Linked DNA regions of Sus scrofa: region 1 is linked to region 2. Evidence: chromatin contacts called from public Hi-C data. All regions are on one chromosome and are shown on one strand. Each heading gives the region's core, a stretch centred on a gene start, on an enhancer-like site or on the middle of the called end of the contact. The rest is flanking DNA. Distances are from core to core; before and after follow the strand shown. Region 1 has its middle 100 kb from the start of ADRB2. Region 2 holds the start of FBXO38 (F-box only protein 38).

Region 1 (3,870 bases), core at 800-3,299, 460 kb after region 2:
TGGCCACTAAGTAGCTCTGCCTCAGTCTCCTCATTGGTAATATGTGGGCCTCAGCCTCCTCGCTGGTAACATGGACGCGACTGGCCCGTCTCACGGCGCTGGCGGGGGATCCGAGGAGAGACAGGGGACAATACCCGTGTACACGTGAAACGCGCACGAAGGGCACAGGGTGTCAAACCCACATGAAGGATTATGATGAAAGGCAATGCCCTTCCCGAGCATTTGAAAGGACGCCTTTCCTTTCTCCCCTCCCACGGGTCCTGGGTCTCTCACGTCCTCGGACGAATGCTGACCGCCTGCTCTTGCTGTTGCATCTCATCCTTCCGGCCCCTTCAGACACCGTCTCCTTTCTCCCTCACTGCAGATGGGAGGAGACCTTTGGGCCCTAAATCCAACTGATTCCTGTCTCTGATCCAACTGACCTGGGCTGCGGACTCAACTCGGTGTGACCCAGGCAGCCAGGGCCTAGAGAGCCCCGCGCCTCTGTGCTTTACACGGCCTCACGCTCCCTCCCTCTCTCTTCCTTAGAGGCCTCCGGCCATCCTGGGACAGGCAAGAACCGACTGGGCCCCCATCTCCCTCAGCTCTGCTCTGGGCCAGCCTAGCCTCCTGCTGCAACCGCCCCCCACGAATTCCAGAAATCTGATGGGCAAGCCAGGGACTGAAGCAACAGATCAGCAAGGTAAGAGTTCCGATTGAAAAATTCCTTATCAAAAGCCAAGACATTTTTGAGATGCAAGATATCTCTGCATGAGCCCTTTTTCAGCTCCGAGTGAGGCGATCAGAGTGTTCCTTAATCCCACAGATGGCTCCCTGGCAGAAGCCTTCTCAGCAATGGCACATTCAAGGGCATCAGGTTCTTAACTGCATTCAGGGGACACTTCATCCAGGGCTCACCTGTCCCAGGTGGGCAGTCATTACAAATCTCACAATAAATAAGTGCTTTAACCTGGAGGAGCTTAACTCTAGGTTTTGAAATTTAATTCTTTGTGCCTCCTGCCACAAATTTTCCCCATCTCCCTACCTTCTGGAAATTCAGACTGCCCACCTTCCAGAAAGCGAAATTCCTGATGTTTTCATTTAATTAGCTACTTAGTCCGTGCAGCATAAATAGGTGTGATCCTCATGTGCAGAAATTAATGGACATGAAAGACTCTATTGGAGTGAAACGTCCCACCACGAATGGCGACGCCCGAAAGGGAGGTCCCTGTGTGCACTGAGGATATCAGATGAACGACAAAAACTTTTCTGGAAGACACGTGATAAAACGTAAATCAAAGCCCACTGGAGGGCTGAGTGTCACAAATCCTTTCTACAGAAAGCTCCAGGGTGAGGCTATCCAGACCTTAAGACGCAGCCGAGTCACCTGGAGAGCTCGGCAACGTGCCGGCGCTGGGGGCCTCCTCCACCTCGGCATCGCGGAGGGGAGGTCCACGCACAGACATGCGCACAAGCCAGCTCCTCCTCCTCCTCGGGGCAGTCTGAGCCACAGGGAAAGCCTTTATGCGAGGTCTTAAGGTCGCAGACTTCCTAGGCCTGAGCCAAGCTGCCCCAAGGATTTGCCCCAGGGGTTTGCCCAAAATCAAGAACAAGATTTGAGGTTCAGCCACTGGGCCACTGCTCAGTGGGAGGCCACCAATTCGGACTCCCCTTTCCACCCAGGAGGCTGGTCAAACCCCTGGGCTGGACCCCGGGACTAAGAGCCTTGCACAATGCACCTCAGATGTTGAAGATATGTGCCCTCCTAATCAAAAGCTGAGGCTCGAAGCGCTCCTATAAGCACACAGAGGGGAGAAGAGAAGACAGAGGGCACAGGACTTTCCCGGCAACGCCTGGCAGCCCAAATGGGCCTGTTGATAGAAGCCTGGTCTTTTTTTTTTTTTTTTGGTCACACCTCTGGCATGCAGAAATTCCCAGGCCAGGGATCAAATGTGAGCCACAGCAGTGATAATAGCAGATCCTGAACCAGCAGGCCACCAGGGAACTCCAGGGTGGAAACCTGGCCTTCTGATCCCTCTGCCAGTGGCTGCTCAGCCTCTGGGTTTCTGCCAAATGGCCCTCCTCCAAGAGGGAGCTCAAGAAAGAGGCAGGAGCTCTGTTATGTCCTGTCCTCAGGCTCTGACTTTCATTTTGCACTAATCACAGATAGTATCTATATATTACTTTTCAATATTCATTTTCCCAACCAGACAGTGGACTCCATGAGACAGAGGCCTGTTTTGCAAACTAGAAATACTAGCACCTAACACAGTGCCCATCGCACGGTGGAAAGTCAGTAAATATTTATTGGATGGATTGAAAGAGACAGGAGTTACAACAGTTTCTCCTACAAAATAGGAAAAAAGGAATATTGAAAAAGAGGGATTTTCCCACAGCCAGGAACAAATCGGTGTCCTGGGGCCAATGAAGGCAGGGGAACTCACTCTCCCTCAGGTCTCAAGTGTCCAGGGTTGGACCAAACAGGCTCTGGCAAGCCTTCCAACTCATAAGGGTCTACACATTTTTTAAAATTTTAATTGATGTGTCCTGAGTGGACACAGAATACAAAGTGACTGAACTTTACACGTCAACTCAAAAAGAGGCCAGGGTCCCTGAGGCTCACCCCCAACTTTACGGTTTCACGATGCCCTCTAGTGGCAAAACATGTCACTCTACTTTGTGAACTGATGAACAAAGTTTCAGTTTACAGTCCTGGCCTGAGCATAATTAATAACTTATATATGTGTGAAAGGCATTAAATCCACTGACAGCCACTTATCCACTCAACTCACCACCCAGAACCTACTAAACACGTGCTTCGCCCCCTGCCCCTGCTTCTGTCTCGGAAGGAGTGGGCATCCGTCATCACACACGACCACGTTAGTACTGCCCTGCGAGCGCTGGGAAGGAGGCAGAGTGTTAACACAGCACGGGGCAGGCGCTGGGCCCCTAGAGGAGGGCTTCGCTGAAGAAAGGGCTTAGCTGGAACTGGAAGGATTGGCAAGACAAAAGTGAGACGTGGTGAGGGGAGGGAGGAGGCTGAGAATTCCAGACAAGAAACAGCTCTGGGAGCTGGAGAGAGAAGTTCGGGTGCGGTGCGGAGAAGGGCACAGGACGAGGATGGAAAAGTGGGTGACATGATCACCCCATCAAGGAGGTGCTCCTACGAGACACGGCTTCTGAGGAGTGGCAGAGGAAGAGGCCAGGGTGGACGGCACAGGACAGAGAGGATGTGGGGCAGGATGGGAGGCGGCAGAGAGCACAGGGGTGGGGAAGGGGGGACGCACAGGGTTCACCCGGCCTGACGGGAGCTTAGACAGCAGCCTTGGGAAAGTATGTGGGCCGTCACCGAGCCCCCCTGTCCACGTGACAGGTGAGAAAACAGGCCCAGAGAAGGCAAGGTCATGTCCAGTGAACAGCAAGGCTCCTTCCCCATGTCCCCTCTCTTCAGGTTGCAGGACCTCACTGCTCCCAGATGCTCAGCCTCCTTTGATGGCTGCCGCTCCTCCCCAGCTTATGGCCACCCCACCGGGACGAGCCAGCCACTGCCACACTGGATTCCTGCCATGTGCCCTCTCTCCCTTTGGGGCCGGCCCACAAACCCTTCTCTCCACTCACAGCACTCTTTCCGCGTCTCCTGGCCTGGCTCATTCTCTAGGCCTTAGCTCAGAAACTCTCTCCTCCATAAGCCACTCCCACCCTCCTTAGGAGGCCCGCGTCTCAGCTCCCCTGGGGAGCCTGGACCACACTGCATGGGGATGGTCTGGTTTCTTATCCACATCGCCCGTAAGATTTGAGCACCCGGAGGTCCAAGGCCACACATAACTCACTTTCTCCTGTATCTCCAGCAGCTGGCACAGTGCCTGGCACTTAGAAGGTGTCCGTAAGTAC
Region 2 (3,930 bases), core at 751-3,250:
ACGCAAAAGGACACGTGTTGTATGAGTCCACTTCCGGGGGCACAGAGACAGAGCAGAATGGGCGTTGCCGGGGGTTGGGGTGGCGCGGCGGGGAAAATGGGGGTGCCTTCTTAGGGGCTACACAGTTTCAACTCAGGAAGATGGAAAAGTTCTGGAGGTGGGTGGTGGTCTAATGCCACTGCGCACATCAACACAGTAAATTTTACGTGATGTATATTTTAACCACTATTAAAAAGAAAACATGGTGGGCTTCTTTTCGGACGCTTGTGCTAATAAAATCTACATTCATCCAAAATAACTAAAAACCAACACACAAATAAGGCAGTACGGTAAACTGGAGTTGGCACAAGCTCCTCCTTCCACTGAGAGGGAGACGCTTACCATTCTTCTTCTCCATCTGTCCTTAGTGGCTTCCTTGGCCAACAAAATGTGACAGGGAACTTCGAGGACCCTCAGGGTAGAGCCTACGAAGTCCTGCCCTTCAGTTTCCTCTTGTACTGCTTGGAGCAGCTCAGGAGCTTTCTGCTCTATTTCTGAGGGCTCCCTATCAGAACCCAGCACCCTGCTGTGAGAAATTCAAAGCTGAGGGTGACCTGCAGGGAGCAGACCTGACCGCTGACAGACAGCTCCAGCTGAGCCCCAGGGGGCTTGCAGCCTCAACTGCCAACAATGCAACTTCCATTTCAGCCTCAAGTTAAAAGTCTCCGCTGACCCAACTTTAAATGCATGAGCGCCCTCCCCAACCCCCACCCCAAGCTAGAACGGCTCAGCTGAGCCACGTTACCTCACGGATGCCTGATAAAGTTTTTATTGTGTTAAGCCACTAATTTCCGCCGAGGTTTGATACGTAGGTACCCCAGTGATGTCCATCTGTCACTGTAAAAGCCCAAGGCTTAGCGTTGAAGTTTCAAGGTCGCAGTGAGTACTCTGTGGTTGGCTGAGCCCACAGATGAGGACTGCAATATAGACGACCTCCTGGGAAGTTCTACTCGAACTTTCCGGCCCTAACCCCAGACTTGTTCAAGGGTCCACTGTAAGCAGGGCCCGGAATGCAGGATTTGGAGGGCGAAAATCTGGGTTTCGGTCTAGCGATGCGACACTGCGCAGTTATCTCTGTGGACCCAGAATGTTGCCAACCATCTCATTTAACAAGGGATGTTGAGGCCATCAAGCCATCAGTCCCTGCAGCCACCCCAAAGGTGTACCCTACGGGGACCTAGGATGGAGAAGAACAGGATACTGCCCCTATATAGTTAAGGTGCATGTTACAGAAATGGTTTCAAAAAGCCCAGATTCTCACACCTTCCCATCGTTAGAAAAGGGCTAAATTTATTAATTTGATATGTCTGTTTTTGCTTCAATCAGCAGTAAGCTTTCAATGTTCATTACCAGGTTTTTTTGTTTATCGCAAAATCTCCTATCTCTCTCTCTTTCCTTACCTCTTCAGAACAGTCCCTCGGAGAGATCTGAGCCGCTACATCCCAGGTTTAGGTCCTCAGCAAGTGTGCGAATAAAACGCAATTGTCAACTTTCGGGTCGACAATTTCAACTTTCAGTCCGCATCCTCTCCGAGGGTAATTTTTATAACGAAAAAGCAGGTCAAGTTGACTCCCGCCCATATGTCAGCGTAGTAAGGCGTTTTTAACGAGACATTGATGTGAAAACCATTTGGAAACTATAAAATACCGTTAGTTACGTGCAGCGACAATTCCCCTCAAGTACAAAAAGGCTGATTTAACATTAACAGGTTTGCCTACCCCGCCCCCCGCTTCCTCCAAATAAGAGTTTCTGTTTTTACGTGAACAAATTCTGGAAGAAGCTCTACCGCAACCGAGCTATTTTGCAAACGAGAAAACCCAAGACCCAAAGCGTCTTCCTAAGACTCAGAAGAGCAAACCGCAGAACCCGGACTATCTCTCCCGCTTCAAACTCAAGACGCTCCCGACGCGAGGACGTTGTCACGTGATCAGAGGACACGCCCCCCCCCCGCCGCCTCTTTCCAACCGCCACGCTTAACATGGCTACCAAGCCTGCCCCTCTGAGTTCCACACACAACGTGGACGCGGGGCGCTTGCCCAGCCCCGGATGCCAACACTCCGGAAGTGCCCGAGGGACGACGGAAGCGGAAGCGGAAGCGGCGCCGCGGTGGGGGCCGCGGGAAGAATCTGTCGAGTTTCTCCCTCCCTCTCCACCACTACAACAAACCGAGGGCGGGCGTAGGTGAGGCGGCGGTCGGGAGGGCCGGCGGCGGGCTGCGGAGCCCGGGTGCGTGCGGCGTGTGGAGACGGCTGGATGCGGCTCCGGGGCCCCCGACCGCCGGGGCTGTGCCTCCGGTTCCTTTCGGGCCTAGGGCTCCCCAAGAGCCAGGGTTGGGTCCGTGATTCTTGGCCTTGTAGGCCCTGAAGGTGGGGTGTGCCACCTTGTCTGAACCTGGTTCGAGACCCCGCGGACACAGCCCTAAGTGGCGAGTTAGTCAACAAAATGGGGGGGTGGTCTGGGCAACCCCATCCCGTTCCGGCCGTCACGAATTCCAGGCTTTCAATGTGAGGTCAGTGTTTAAGGCAGCGAATTGAGGCCTGTAGTCAGCTTGCCGAGGGGACGCCTCTGAGCAGGACGCAGTGAATACGTCTTTGAGAGGCGGCCCAGGGATTTGGAGCGCCGAGCTCCAGTCTTACCCCGTCCCCCGCCTCTGACCTTGTCCCGGTCCGTTACCCTCTCTGTGGCTCGGCTCTAGATCTGTAAAATGAAGGTGTTGGATGCCTCTGTGCTCTTCCTCGCTCTGAAATCAGATTATCAACTCCCTTTCAAGGAATCTTTCCTTAGACCTGAAAAGCATCGCTTCCCTGCATCCTGTGTTGCCAGGCGATGACCTACCGGCGGTGTCTACCATGTTTGTTTTTCTTTCCAGACACCAAGCAGGCCAAGGGCACCTGGGCACGTAGGCAGGTTCTTTTTCCTGTGCAGTTTTACAGTCTTACACCAGCAGTGTAAAATATACAGAGTGAAACACGGGAGACCTTGGTTTTTTGACTTGAAATGGCTATTTCTGCTTTACTTTGGGCAAACACCTTCCTTCCTCTAGGCTGGAGATTTCTCATCTGGCAAAGTGTTAGATTAGGTCTCTGGTTCTTAATACCCTTCCCCATATTCTCTGCACAACTGAAGAATAAAGTAACGACTAATAATGAATCCAATAAAATAATAAAGCCATGTTTTTCTAGAGGAGGGAGAAGGCGAGGTGTGGAGTGTACGTATTATGTAGCCGTATAGATGGAAAATTCTGTGCTTATAATTTTAAATTTCACTTTTGGCAGTTACCAGGTTAGGTGATCACTAAGGCTCTTTCTCTTGAAAATTTGTGATGCTGTGAGTCTTACGTCCTTGTTGGGTAAAGAATATAGACGTGTGTGTGTGTGTGTGTGTGTGTTTGCTTAAATGACTCTATGCTTCAGTTACACAGGTAGCTTTTGTTTCAGATAAAGTGTGGAGAAAGCATAGGAGAAAATGGAAAGACTAGATTTCAGTGAGGTAAAGTGACATGGGGAAATAAGATTGGATTTAAACTAAACACATGGTTCCCTGTTTCAGGACTGGTACTTTGGCTGTGTGACTGGGCAAGCTGGCTTACCTCACCGGTTCTCACTTCCCTTACCTGGAAAATGAAGGATTGGACTGGGTGATTCCTAGACACCTTCAGCACTATAAATCTGTTTTCTTATTTGTTTGCTTCTTAATCTTAGCAGCTTGGTGGTTGTGGTGTGGCTTTGCTTTAGGCGAGAGAAGCTGTCTTAGGTGGTAGACATAGAAGATCTATGGTGAGGAATAGTGTGAAATTAAGTGACATGAAATCTTTTCCTTTTTTTTCTTTCTTGCCTTTTTGTCTTTTTAGGGCCGCACCCTTGGCATATGGAGCGTCCCAGGCTAGGGGTC

Evidence for each region. A called contact is a pair of places that touch in the nucleus more often than the background predicts.
Region 1: a contact with region 2 is called in a Hi-C map of subcutaneous adipose tissue, with 1.5 times the contacts expected there. The contact joins the enhancer-like site here to the promoter of FBXO38 in region 2. A contact is called at or near these places in 1 of 5 promoter capture datasets (fetal liver), 2 of 47 Hi-C or Micro-C datasets (embryonic fibroblasts and subcutaneous adipose tissue) and 2 of 2 datasets of contacts at active chromatin or transcription factors (alveolar macrophages and skeletal muscle).

The regions. Positions count from the first base shown.
Region 1 is chr2:150,133,977-150,137,846 of Sscrofa11.1, forward strand. No RefSeq gene overlaps it. Among named protein-coding and RNA genes, the nearest start is that of ADRB2, 100 kb to the left of the region's middle. Within about 2 kb of position 2,050, at least 8 of the 83 cell types and tissues checked have an H3K27ac peak or open chromatin away from gene starts, as enhancers often do. A contact at or near this core is called in skeletal muscle and subcutaneous adipose tissue, where this site is marked.
Region 2 is chr2:149,672,300-149,676,229 of Sscrofa11.1, forward strand. FBXO38 (F-box only protein 38) reads left to right here and starts at 2,001. Exons shown (of 22, transcript XM_005661794.3): 1 at 2,001-2,220. It also overlaps a transcript of LOC396905 not described here.